Regions from separate parts of the Sus scrofa genome. Here regions 1 and 3 are each linked to region 2. The links are chromatin contacts, called in public Hi-C maps. All regions are on one chromosome and are shown on one strand. Each heading gives the region's core, a stretch centred on a gene start, on an enhancer-like site or on the middle of the called end of the contact. The rest is flanking DNA. Distances are from core to core; before and after follow the strand shown.

Region 1 (3,781 bases), core at 858-3,357, 730 kb after region 2:
CATTGTGCCACAGTACATAACACAATGCCTAGATGCTCAGAAATATTTGAAAAGCAAGTCAGAATTTCAAGTCCACATGCTCCAGTGCATAAATATGATAGTTAATTTCATGTGTCAACTTGGCTAGGCTATGGTGCACAGGTGTTTAATCAAACACCTGGCTAGCTGTGGGGAAGACGTTTTTAGATGTGATTAACATTTAAATCCGCAGACTCTGAGTGAAGCAGATTATCCTCCATCGTGTGAGTGAGCTCCAGTCAATCAGTGGAAGGTCTTCAGAGCCAAAACTGAGGTTCTCCAAAGAGGAAGGAGTTCTCTTCAAGACAAACATGGAGGAAGTTCCCATTGTGGTTCAGCAGTAATGAACCTGACTAGTATCCATGAGGACTCGGATTCAATCCCTGGCCTCGCTCAGTGGGTTAAGAATCCCTGAGTTGCTGTGTAGGTCACGGACGTGGCTCAGATCCTGCATTGCTATGGCTGTGGCATAGGCCGGTGGCTACAGCTCCAACTCAGCCCTTAGCCTGGGAACTTCCATGTGCTGCAGGTGCAGCCCTAAAGTGAATTTAAAAAAAAAGCAAAAACACTAAACTAAGCATGGAAACCTTGCCTGAGTTTTCAGGCTGCTGTCCTGTGGAATTAGGACTCGAGACAGCAACCTCCATGCTCACCTGAATTTCCAGTCTCCCAGCCTGCCCTATAGAGTCCAGACATGGTAGGTTCACAGTCACATAAGCTAATTTCTTAAAATAAATCTTTCTTCTGTTTTTCTAAAGAACTCTGTTTACTACAGCACAAAAAGTACATCTTCCATTTGTACTTTGCCTCTCCATTTGATCACTGGGTCAGAATGCTCATCTCCTCTAATTCAGTCCAATTCAGTAGTGCTTTCTTGTCCAGAGTCCCTCTCCAGGCTATGCTGGGCCCACACAGGGTGGGAAAGTGGGGCCTGGGTCTTTGATAATCTTCTCTCTCCTGGTTTGCATCTGCTGAGGTGGCCAGAACCCCACCTGGCTCTATGTCTCCACAGTCACACAGGTGGGAGGTCCCATCAGGCCTGGCTTCCTCTTCCTCAGTGGTGTCCATGTGCCTCTGGGGCCCACAGACATCATTGTGCTGAATCTAGAACTCGGGAGCTCAGAGACACCAGATACCTGTGTGCCTGGGGAACCAAAACTGTCCTTCAGCTCTGAGCTCCTCCTTCCTTCCCAGAGCTTTGTCCAGGGAAGAAGGCCCTACCCAAGATATAAACCTGAAGGGCTCTTGGAGTTCCCTGGTGGCTCAGCAGGTTAAGGATCTGGCTTGTCACTGCTGTGATGGGGGTTCGATCCCTGGCCCAGGAACTTCCACATGCCAGAGGTAAGTCCAAAAACAAACAAACAGACAAAAAACAGAAACGAAACAATCGAGGAGAGTGCAGTAGCTCTTTCTTGGCATACAACAGCATTAAGCCTCAGCACTGGAGCAGGGTCAATGAATAGCCCCCCAAAAATATACAGGCATGAGCTAACCCCCAGAATCTGTGGGTGTGACCTTATTGGGAAAAAGGATCTTTGCAGATGAAATGAAGTTAAGGGTCTCAAGATGAGATCGTCCTGGATTATCCAGGTAGGTCCTAAATCCAATGACAAGTGTCCTGAAAAGAGCTGGAAAAGGAAACGACCCAGATGAGGAGAAGGCCGTGGATGATGGAGGCATAGACTAGAGTGGTACCACCATGAGCCAAGGACACCTTGAGCTGCCAGAGGCTGAAGGAGGCAGGAAGGACCCTCCCCTAGAGCCATAAGAGGGAATATGGCCCTGAAACGCCTTGACTGCAGACTCCTGGCTTCCAGAAGTGGGAGGAGATTGCATTTCTGTCATCTTGAGCCCCTCCATCCATCTGTGGTGCTTTGTTAGAGCAATCACAGGAAACTCTCACCACGGATGGCCTTCCCTTTGAGGGGAAATTGTATAGTCAAGACGAAGGAGGTAATAGACTATTCTTACTCATCATCAATTTTTTTTTTTTTTTCTGATCTAATGTACGTGCCAGGAATCTTTTCCACTCCCCTGGGGGACTAAGCTCCTAGAACTGCAGACGTCAGTGAGAAACTAGCTGACTAAGCCTGGCCGGGTGGGGGCGAGTGAGGAGGCCAAACAATTCTACACTGGGAAATCACTTTAAGAAATCGCTTCTGAGAACTTTTAGGAACATAATTTTCTTTTTCTGTAATTGTCCTGAATTCTCCCTTAGAGGGTATGTACGCAGTCCAACAGACACATGGCTCAGGGATTATCCCAAATGCTACTTTCTTAAGCTGGAAACCAATCTACTGCCCACCCCTGGTTTTTTTCTTCATGAGCATACATCCTTCTTTCCTCGATGTTCCTCATGTGCAAATATGACTACCTGTGACCCAAAGCATCCCCACTAACCAGGAAATAACCTCTGAAAGGACAATTCTTTGACCCAGAGGTTGTTCCTGGTCATTATTTGTCCATATCTCCACCAACCCCCTTGACAGCCTTTTCCCAATAACAGAGAAACACTGCACCTCAAACATTTCCAAGGCTCTAAATGCTGTGCTCACCCAGGGGTCTTTCTACAGAATAAAATAATAAATTATGTATCACTGTCATTGCAAAGGGTTTTTTTTTTTTTTCAAAGCTTTCTCTTTTTTTTTTTTTCTTTTAAGGACACATCTGTGACTTATGGAAATTCCCAAGCTAGGGGTCAAATCAAAGCTATGGCTGCTGGCCTATGCCGTAGGCACAGCAGTGCAGGATCTGAGCTGCATCTACAACCTACACCATAGCTCACAGCAATGCCAGATCCTTAACCCACTGAGCAAGGCCGGGGATCCAACCCACATCCTCATGGATCCTAGTCAGGTTCCTTAAACGTTGAGCCACGAAGGGAACTCCACAGAGTGATTTTCATATAAACTTTGACTTTAAGCAGACCTCAGTCCAAATTCCAGCTTCGCCCTAATGTGTGACTTGTAGCTAATTATTTAAACTGTCAGTATCTCAATTTCTTTATCTGTGAAATGGAGATAATAACATCTAGCTTATAAGGCAGTGGTGAGGAGTAAAAGGGTTATAATATGAAAAGCAGTAAACACCAATATTTTTTCTCTTTATCATCTCCCATTTTTTTCTAAATGGATTCCTTACCAACCATGATGGACTATTACATAACCACTAAAAATAATTCTTCATAGGAGGAGTGTTTAATAATGTGGGGGACATTTGGGTTATGTCATGAAGTTGAAAGGGTTATTAAGCAGTATGCATGATATGAGCCCCATTTAGATAGAAAAACACACAGGAACTTATACAAAGTCTTGCATTAAAAATTATAGAGGCATTCCCGTTGTGGCTCAGCAGTAACAAACCCAGCTCGTATCCATGAGGATTCTGGTTCGATCCCTGGCCTCAGTCAGTGGGTTAAGGAAAGAGTGCTGCTGTAGCTGTGGTGTAGACTGTCAACTACAGCTCTGATTTGACCCCTAGCCTGGGAACTTTCATATGTCACAGCTGTGGCCCTAAAAAGAACAGAAAAAGTATAGAAAAATAGACTTAGAAGGATCCATACTGAAATTTTAATAGCAGTTATCTCTAAGGTGGTAGTTTATGAGTAATAAATATTTTCTTTCCATAGTTTTCAAATGTTCTATATAGTACACATAAGGGCAGAAAAAAAAATTAAATGTGCCCTTGGATAAGTTACTATGCCTGTTTGCATACTGACAAATTGGGGAGAATAAGAATGTCTTAAGATCAAAAGAGAAAATAC
Region 2 (4,227 bases), core at 347-2,846:
AATGATTTGACATATGGATTTTTCCTCTTCTCTGTTTTATTACTATTGTTTTTCATTAAAAAAAACCCCAACAAAATCTTGTCTGACATCATTTCTATGGATGTTATTTATTTATTTATTTATTTATTTATTTTTAGGACTGCACCCATGGCATATGGAAGTTCCCAGGCTAGGGGTCAAGCGGAGCTGCAGCTGCCGGCCTACACCACAGCCACAGCCACACTAGCAACACATCTGCGAACTACACCACAGTTCACGGCAACGCCACATCCTTAACCTACTGAGTGATACCAGGGATTGAACCTGCATCCTTATGGATTATAGTAGGGTTCATTTCTCCTGAGCCACAGTGGGAATCCTCTGTGGCTGTTATTGATTTCACTCATTTTGATTCTTTTCCCTCATTTTGATATCCTTGCCATATTTTAAAAACTTTTGATGAAGTCAAAGAATTCATCCTTCTGGAACTGGAATTCATTCATTTTGGAATTGGAAACCTGATTCTACTCAATTTTAACAACAATTTTTCTGTTGTCAGCGGATCTTGCTTAACTCAGAGCAATGACTCATCAAGCGGCCTTATCTATAGCCACTAGATGGCGCTCACATGCTATTGTAAAGGGATACTGAAGTTAAACTATTTGGAAAAACAATTTGTCTTCATTGAAGGTAAATACAGAATTAGCCTTACAACTGTACAGGCTTGGGGATTACAGATTTTTCTTGCCCCTTCACTTTTCTTGAGTGAATTTTCCACTAGACATCATGATTAAGCACAGGGACCCCAGAGTCAGGCTAAGTTCAAATACTGTCTCCATCATTTGCATCTAAATGACCCTGAGTAGGTCAGGTCACTTCAGTGTTCTCACCTACCAGATGGGTTAGTAATAACACATACCCCAGAGGGTGACATATATTAAAGCGCATAGTCTTACATGTGCTTGATTTTAAAAATTTATATATTTTTCTCCCCCCCCAGCTTTATGAGATATAATTGACATATAACACTCTAAGTTTAAGCTGTACAACACGATGATTTGATACACATATATGTTGCAAAATGATTACCACAATAGGACTAGTTGTGTGTTTGCAGTATTTGCTAATATTTTTTTTTTCTTCTTTGTGGCATTGCTGATCACTTAAACAAATGTTTTCCAAATACCAGTTCAAGGACTAGCAATAGCAGAATCACTTAAGGATCTTTCATAAAATATAGACGTATGAGCTCCTTCTCTGGGGCATTTATTTCAGTAATTTTGAGATGGGGGTTAGGGACTTACAGTCTTTAAAACTTTTCAACAGGTGGTTCTGATGCTTGTCTAGATTTTGGAGACAGTGACATAAACTACCCAGAGATGTTGCTGTCTATCCAAGTCCAGTCATGGTGTAAGGACCTCATGTTATCTGTACACTGGCCATTTCCAAGTCCCAGTTCCCTTTTAACATGGAGTACGCGCCATCCAAAGTGCTGACTTTGGGATGGTTTCCTCCAACCACTATCTTTTAAGGCCGCCCCCTCCAAGTGAGGCTGAACAGCAGCCACTGTTTGTTTGGCTTGTGCCTTTGGTATTCAGCTGACTCATGGATAAATCAAGCTTGGGCTTTCCCCTGCTCCATCAGCTGGTCATAACGGACCTCCCATGTGGCCATGGGTATGAGCTAAGGGGAGGCACTGATGCAGCAATGGTGAATACCATGGAGATCTGGGGTACCTGCTGGGATAACTTGTTTATGCCCTGATCTGGATGCACCACTTTCATCTTACAATAGATGGCTGTTGGGTATGTGGCTTCCTGGGTGTGACGGAACCCAGCTCATCATGGATGGTTGATTACCTCGTGTCCCCTGGTTGGGGACAGCAGCATGCGGGGTGCTCTTTATTCTAAAGCTATATTGTTATTAGATGTAGTGGACATGTTTGCTCCAGAACTCTTAAGTTTCGGAGTTGTGATTTTCCCAATTTGGATTGCCAAAAACTCCACACTGTGTTTCTTTTCCATCACTAGTACTACTAATGCCAGAGGGTCTGCTGGGCCATGAAGCTTAGGCCATAGGGCCATTTATGCTGTGGCAGGACTTTTGCAGAGATTTCCCTGTTTTGATGGCCATTCTATCCCTTGTTATATGGATACGAGCAATATTCCCAACTGTGAAACTAGTGTCCCTGAAACCTAAAGGCTATTGTGCTGCAGTTTTACTTTTTTTTTTTTTAAGAAGGGGTGAGATAATAATTTGTTATTTACTTTGGCTGAGATATCCTGAAATGCCTAGACCCTAGACCTTTAAAAAGTTTGCTGATGTGGCCTGTGATGGTTAGTTCCCATTTTATTTATGGCATGAGTCTGACTTGTGAAGGCTTTGAGTATCCTTGACACTTCTTGCTCATCAGGTCTGATTTACATGATGTCACCCCCAGCCTGATATCCTGCAAATGCCCAGCTTGTCCAGGGCTCCTCAGACTATATTATGACAGAGAGAAGAGAGTTAGCATAGCCCTGGGTCAACACTGCAAATGAATACCGTTGTCTGTTCTGAGCAAATGTGAACTGTTTCTGATCCTTCTTTTTGATAGGGATGAAAGGACAGAGTTCCCAGATCAAAGGCTGCACACCATGTACCTGAGCCTGTGTTTAAGAAAAAATAGACTATCTGGTAAGGAAGCTTCAGTGCCAGCTGTGGCTGCTGCTTGTTTAAGTCTGTAGGAGTCTGTCACCCTCCAGGACCGATGTGAGTTCTGCAGGGCCCAGACTGATTAATTCAATGGTGATATGATAACAGCCACACTCTGCATCCTGTAGGTACTTAAGGGTAGTTCTAAGCTTCAAAATCCAAACCTCCCCCTCTAACCCATCCAAGGATACGATATCGTTTTTGATTTACTCTCTTGGCTGGGGTAGGAGACAGTTTAGAAACTTCCCCCTTGAGCTTCCTCACTGTGATAGCTCTTATTTGTGTAAGCCTTGGCAACCATCAGTTTATCTGTTCCTAAACACTTGGGGACTGGGGGCATGATTCTTTCCCACCAGGAGCTCTGAGCTTTGTCCAAGCAGAGCTGCCAGGTTTGGTTGAGATCCCGTGGAACCCTGCTATTTTCATGAATAAGTCCTGTGCCTGATCCTTAGCTTTCTCTGCAATTTGAATACGAGGGCTGAGTCTCTTTAGGAGCTGGCAAGGAGGACTTCTGCCTTTCACACTTAGCATTTCATTGATGGTTAACATCCTCAGGCTTTTGCTGTCACCCTCCCAAACATCAAGAGACCTGGACAACAGCCATCCAATCTTACCTCTTCAGAATGGCTCTTTCCTGTTTGTATTTCTCAAACAGCCAGTGGAAATGCACGGGCCATGCATTTCCTGCCCCAGTTCTCTGCTGCTTTGAACCTCGAGCTGCGTGATAGAGATTCACTGCTAGCTGGGCAGTGGGTGGTCCAGTTCTGAAATTATATTAATTAGCCTTGCTTTCTGGAACCACTTCTGGCATCAGGGTGGGTTCCTGAAGCAGACGGTGAGGGGCACATCAGCATGGTGGACGTTGGTTAGGGGCACTCTGGTGATCCAACCAGGGAGGAAGCAGCAGGGGCCAGAGGAGAAATTGAACAATGTGGCTCTTATCCCATGGAAGCTGGCATCGTTTTCAGAATCCTGCTGAGTTGGAGCAGGAGGTCAGGCTGCCATGCTCCTGACTTGTCAGCCAGTCATTAGACTTCAGGTTTTGCAGGAAAAGGGTGTGATCTCATGCAAGGTGGTTCTCATCAGCCCAGGGCAGCATCTGCAGAGCAAGGACAGTCCTCCCAGCTCTGCAGAAATGCACCTTTCAGTCCCGAAGGGGATCCGAAAAATGCAGAGGGTGGCCATGCCAATCACTCCCCACTATTTGTTGTATTGGGCTCCCTTCGAGCCTCACATGGCAGCGCTGATCCCTTTTTCTGGTGGTTGGAGCGAATGCTGAAATCGTGCCACAGATTGGAGGCAGCCCTTGGACTGGGGGTACCATCATTAGAAGCTCTCTTCTCATTGTCTCCGGAATGTTAAGTCTTTTCCATGGAGACATGCTATCCTAGAAGGCTTAGGCCACACTTGGCCATCTCTATCTCTCAGACACCAATTCTCGGGGGTGAATTGGAGCCTCCACCTGCTGCTGGGCTGTCATCAAGCCAGAAGCGACACTGAGACAATCTAGCTGTCCTCTGCACATTGGGAGCTGATGAAGGTGAATCGGGGGAG
Region 3 (3,983 bases), core at 1,445-3,944, 820 kb after region 2:
GCAGATGATCACTCACTCACTGCTGGGCCATAGTGTGAGGCTGGCCCTGACCTTTCCAGCTGTCCTTGCAAACCCCCTTTTCATGTGCATCCCAAATATACAAAGAAGGCCAAAATGAGGACCACAGGCCAGCATCCCAGACAAAGGGCAAGGACCAGATAGGTGATGGCCTCAGATTACCAAAAACTATCTTAGAAAGGCAGGATCAAAACACAAGGCCTGGCTGCCCCCACACCAATCTGCACTGAGCCCCAAACAAGAGGAAATTGATGGGAGTAGCAGCATGGAGAGTTTAAGATAGAAGGAGCTCCAACCAGAGAGGCATTCCTGCTGGTTGCATAAGCCCTTCTCTTTGAAGGTCTGGAAGGTCTGACGGGTTCTATCAGTGATGGAAGCAGACGATTAGCAAGATCCCTTCCAGCCCCAAGACTACCTCACTGTCTAATTTTAGCAATTCCTCTTGGCAGAGGCCAGGCACCCCCCTTCCCGGGGCTATCTGGTGCTCCACACACCATCTCCGAAAGCTTCCTTTGATGTTGGCGGGGGGCTCCTTGGACTCAAGGCCAGATACGCTGCAGGAAGAGACACGCTCAAAGCCATTACACTGCCCTATCTCGCTGCTGCAATAAGAGGTCTGCTTTCTTTTCTTTTTTTTTTTTAATTGTGAAGTAACAACTCTTGGTTTGAAGTTAAATATGGGCCCATCAGGTTTGGAATCGATCCTCAGAAACAATCGTCAGGTCAATTGCCATCCAATATCCTCTCTATCTTTGCAGGGGAGGATGTTTAAAGCATGACGTTATTTTGACTAATTTAAAGATTTCATTCATATTTTTAACTCATTATAAATGAATGCAATTTAAGCCCATCACGTAATGATAGAAAGTGGCCAGAAGCCATGGGAATGTGTTTCTCATTGTGGAAACTACAAGTTAGTCATTTTCTTCTCCCTGGTAAATGTCTTCAGTTTGGTTAAGGGAATTTTTTTTTCAAAGAAATCTCAAGTTCCAAATTAGTTTTTTTTTTTTTTTTTTTTTTTTTTTTGGTCTCAAAAGTTAACCCTATGGAAAATGTAGCAATGTTTCCATAATTTTGCAAACTATTTTGATAGCATCTATGTCATCTTGCTCAGGGTCTAAAATCTTATTATTGGTTGATTTTTTTTTTCTGATTTTTGTTTTTAACATCCTGGCCTCATAATGTAAAGAAAAGCAATAAGCTCAGGAGAAAGCTGTGATGCAGAAATGCCTAACTTTCTGGATAATTTACAGCTACACTTTCTGTAGAGAATCTTTGTGAAACTAACTTTTTTTTCCACTTAGAGTTTTAATAGAGAGGACATGGGTTACGAAGTCAAGTGGGGAAGGAGACAGAAAGAGAGGAGGATCTGAATTTTCTTTTTCAAGCTGTTATTTAAGTGGCAACATTGATCCAAAACGTCTGCTTTTAGGCCGAAGTTTCTGTCTTTGAGTTGCCTGCAATACTCAGAAACTTCTAGATGTGTGTGGTGGGCTGATCTAATGGACTCTTCTTGCAGGTCTGAGAAAGAGGAGCCAAGGGCCAGAGGCAGGCACAGCAGGACTAAGGGAGTCCACCTCTCCAGCCTTTTCCCTTCCAGTAGGAGCCCCCCGGCCTCTGACCTCAGCCCCACAGTCGTCTTGGGCCCTAAGACTCGACTCAGCCCTAAGAGTCTTGTTCCTTCCACTTCCTCTCCTGCACCTATCCCAGGCTGTTCTCACTTTGCCCACAATTTAACTCCCTTCTCATGCTCTTTGGAGCAGTGTCATTACATCTGAGCTCCACAGCAAGGCTGAGGGACAGAAGTGGAGGTGAAGCTTGGTTAAGTCAGATCACACCCTGGAGATGCTCCCAGGATGGTACTTTGGGAAGGATCTCTGCCCTGTGAAGTGGGGGTGGTCCCACTGCTCCCCCATCCTACAAGTCGGAGTTTCCATTCCTCTCCACACCTAAGGGTAGGCTGCAGACAGGTTCAAGATATTCAAACACAGACCAGGAATTTCTGCTGATTCTCAGGGTTCAAAATTCTAAAAAGTGAGTCTATGCTGAAGGTGGGGCAGGAATATTCTAGAAGGGAGCAGTGATGGATAGAAGAAACCATGCATACAAGGACATACCTACATAAAGACACACCTGTACCTACACGTACAGGCCAAGAGACAAAAAGGGACAGAAAGATCTAAGCAACTCTTAGTTCCTGGTTCCAAGAGCCTTTGCTGTAAACAATGCCCAGGTCAATGCAGGAATATAAGTAAATGAGAGCATTTACACATTTTGATCTCGAATTATCTCCCAGAAGTTTGCAATGTTGATTCCAAAGACGTCAAGTCTCAAACAGAATTGTAATACTTTTTTTTTTCAATTAGGAAAAAAGATGATTTTAATGCATTACTCATTCTATCTTTTTTAGTTTGCCCAAACCAGCGAGAAATTAGTTCCCAGGTCATTAAATTCCACCCGTTGTGGTCAGAGCTGAAAGGGTTGGATCGTCTCTGCTGGGAAGGGTGGAGTCTGGTGTGTGGGGTTCATGGGGACACGCTGGCGGGCCCTCCCTGACCCTGCTCACAGCCAGCTGCCTGCCCCCCCTCCAGTCTCCCCCAGGCTGTGCGGCTTGCTTCACACCCTTTGTTGACTTCGGCTACTGGTCAAGTTTCCTCTGGAGCCCTGATGCCAAGGGTGCCAGCGCTGAGCTGACTCATGCTTTCCCGGACTTCCTGACACCCTGTTCACAGGCTTGTCTGCAGCTACAAGACTCTGCCCCAACGGTGTCGCAATTCCAGCCAGGAAACCAAACCAACCGCCCCAGAATTTGGCTGAGGTCTCTGAGGGTGGACAGGAACAGAGGTTCCCAAACAATGTTTAGGCTGGAACTGAATGCCAGCTTTTTTTTTTTCTTCCATTCTCCCCGCCCCCCTTATTGAGATATAACTGATAGACAGTTCTGGGAAGTCTGAGGTGTACAACATAAAGATTTACATGTACTGTGAAATGATGACCACAATAAGATTCGTTGCATCCATCATCTCATATAGATACAAATACCAATGTCTGGGGTTTTTTTTAGATCAACCTACATCTATTGAGCAATTTCTCTGCAAGCATAAACACTGTCGATGTAGATGTGCATGAGTTTAAAACAGGAAAGCTTGCGTGAGACCCTCACCGATGGAAAAAAGATAATGGATCATTTCATTTAGACAGTTTACATCTTGGGTAAATATCCTACCCTTCCTCCACATTTATGAAATTGCTTCTAAGATTCTTTTTATTTTTTGAAGTGTAGTTGATTTACCATGTTCTATTGGTTTCAGGTATAACACATGGAGACTCAATATTTTTATGGATTATACTCCACTTAAAGTTGTTATAAAATATTGATCATATTTTTAATTTTCTTATGAAAACTTTGAATGTCAACCATCAAGAAAACCTTATTTCCCCTGGTTGCTCTGGAACCACTAAGCCATCCAATGACTGTCAAAATGAGCTCCATATTTCTTGGGTTAGGATTTTTCTCCATCTTCACTTACCCCAGGGAGCCTTCTCCTGTTGCTGAAGGGGCTCTTGAGATAATTTGGCATGTTCCTAGGCAGACACCTCAAAGGGAATATGACTTTCCTCAAACCCACTTGCCTAACTTCAAAGTATATGAGAAAATCAGCTTTTAGGAAAATGAGTGAGTGGGGAATTTCAATGAGTGATGTGGAAGAAATTAGGCCATTGCATTTAATCCAAGTTCCCCCTGCCCACCACTGTCCCATTCCTCTGTTGCTTGTGTGTGTTGGTGTGCATGTGTGTGGGAATGAGCAGACAGGCCAGTATTCTCCTGCAACCCCATGGTGCCCCACAGTAATGGTGTTTGACCTGAGAAGGCAAATCGAGTGGAAAGTCACCAGGAACACAGGAGCTCCAAATTGTTCTTCTCTCCAAAATAGTTCTATTTTCAAATAATGGTTTGTGTTATC

Evidence for each region. Hi-C and Micro-C count contacts between places; a contact is called where the count stands out from the background.
Region 1: a contact with region 2 is called in a Hi-C map of embryonic fibroblasts, with 5 times the contacts expected there. The contact joins two enhancer-like sites. A contact is called at or near these places in 2 of 47 Hi-C or Micro-C datasets (embryonic fibroblasts and subcutaneous adipose tissue) and 2 of 2 datasets of contacts at active chromatin or transcription factors (alveolar macrophages and skeletal muscle).
Region 3: a contact with region 2 is called in a Hi-C map of embryonic fibroblasts, with 3 times the contacts expected there. The contact joins two enhancer-like sites. A contact is called at or near these places in 3 of 47 Hi-C or Micro-C datasets (adipocytes, embryonic fibroblasts and fibroblasts) and 2 of 2 datasets of contacts at active chromatin or transcription factors (alveolar macrophages and skeletal muscle).

What each region holds. Positions count from the first base shown.
Region 1 is chr13:198,662,292-198,666,072 of Sscrofa11.1, reverse strand. No RefSeq gene overlaps it. Among named protein-coding and RNA genes, the nearest start is that of RUNX1, 29 kb to the right of the region's middle. Within about 2 kb of position 2,107, at least 6 of the 83 cell types and tissues checked have an H3K27ac peak or open chromatin away from gene starts, as enhancers often do. A contact at or near this core is called in embryonic fibroblasts, where this site is marked.
Region 2 is chr13:199,387,945-199,392,171 of Sscrofa11.1, reverse strand. No RefSeq gene overlaps it. Among named protein-coding and RNA genes, the nearest start is that of SETD4, 200 kb to the left of the region's middle. Within about 2 kb of position 1,596, at least 5 of the 83 cell types and tissues checked have an H3K27ac peak or open chromatin away from gene starts, as enhancers often do. A contact at or near this core is called in alveolar macrophages and embryonic fibroblasts, where this site is marked.
Region 3 is chr13:198,573,497-198,577,479 of Sscrofa11.1, reverse strand. The region is part of intron 1 of RUNX1 (runt related transcription factor 1); the gene reads left to right. Among named protein-coding and RNA genes, the nearest start is that of RUNX1, 60 kb to the left of the region's middle. Within about 2 kb of position 2,694, at least 11 of the 83 cell types and tissues checked have an H3K27ac peak or open chromatin away from gene starts, as enhancers often do. A contact at or near this core is called in alveolar macrophages and embryonic fibroblasts, where this site is marked.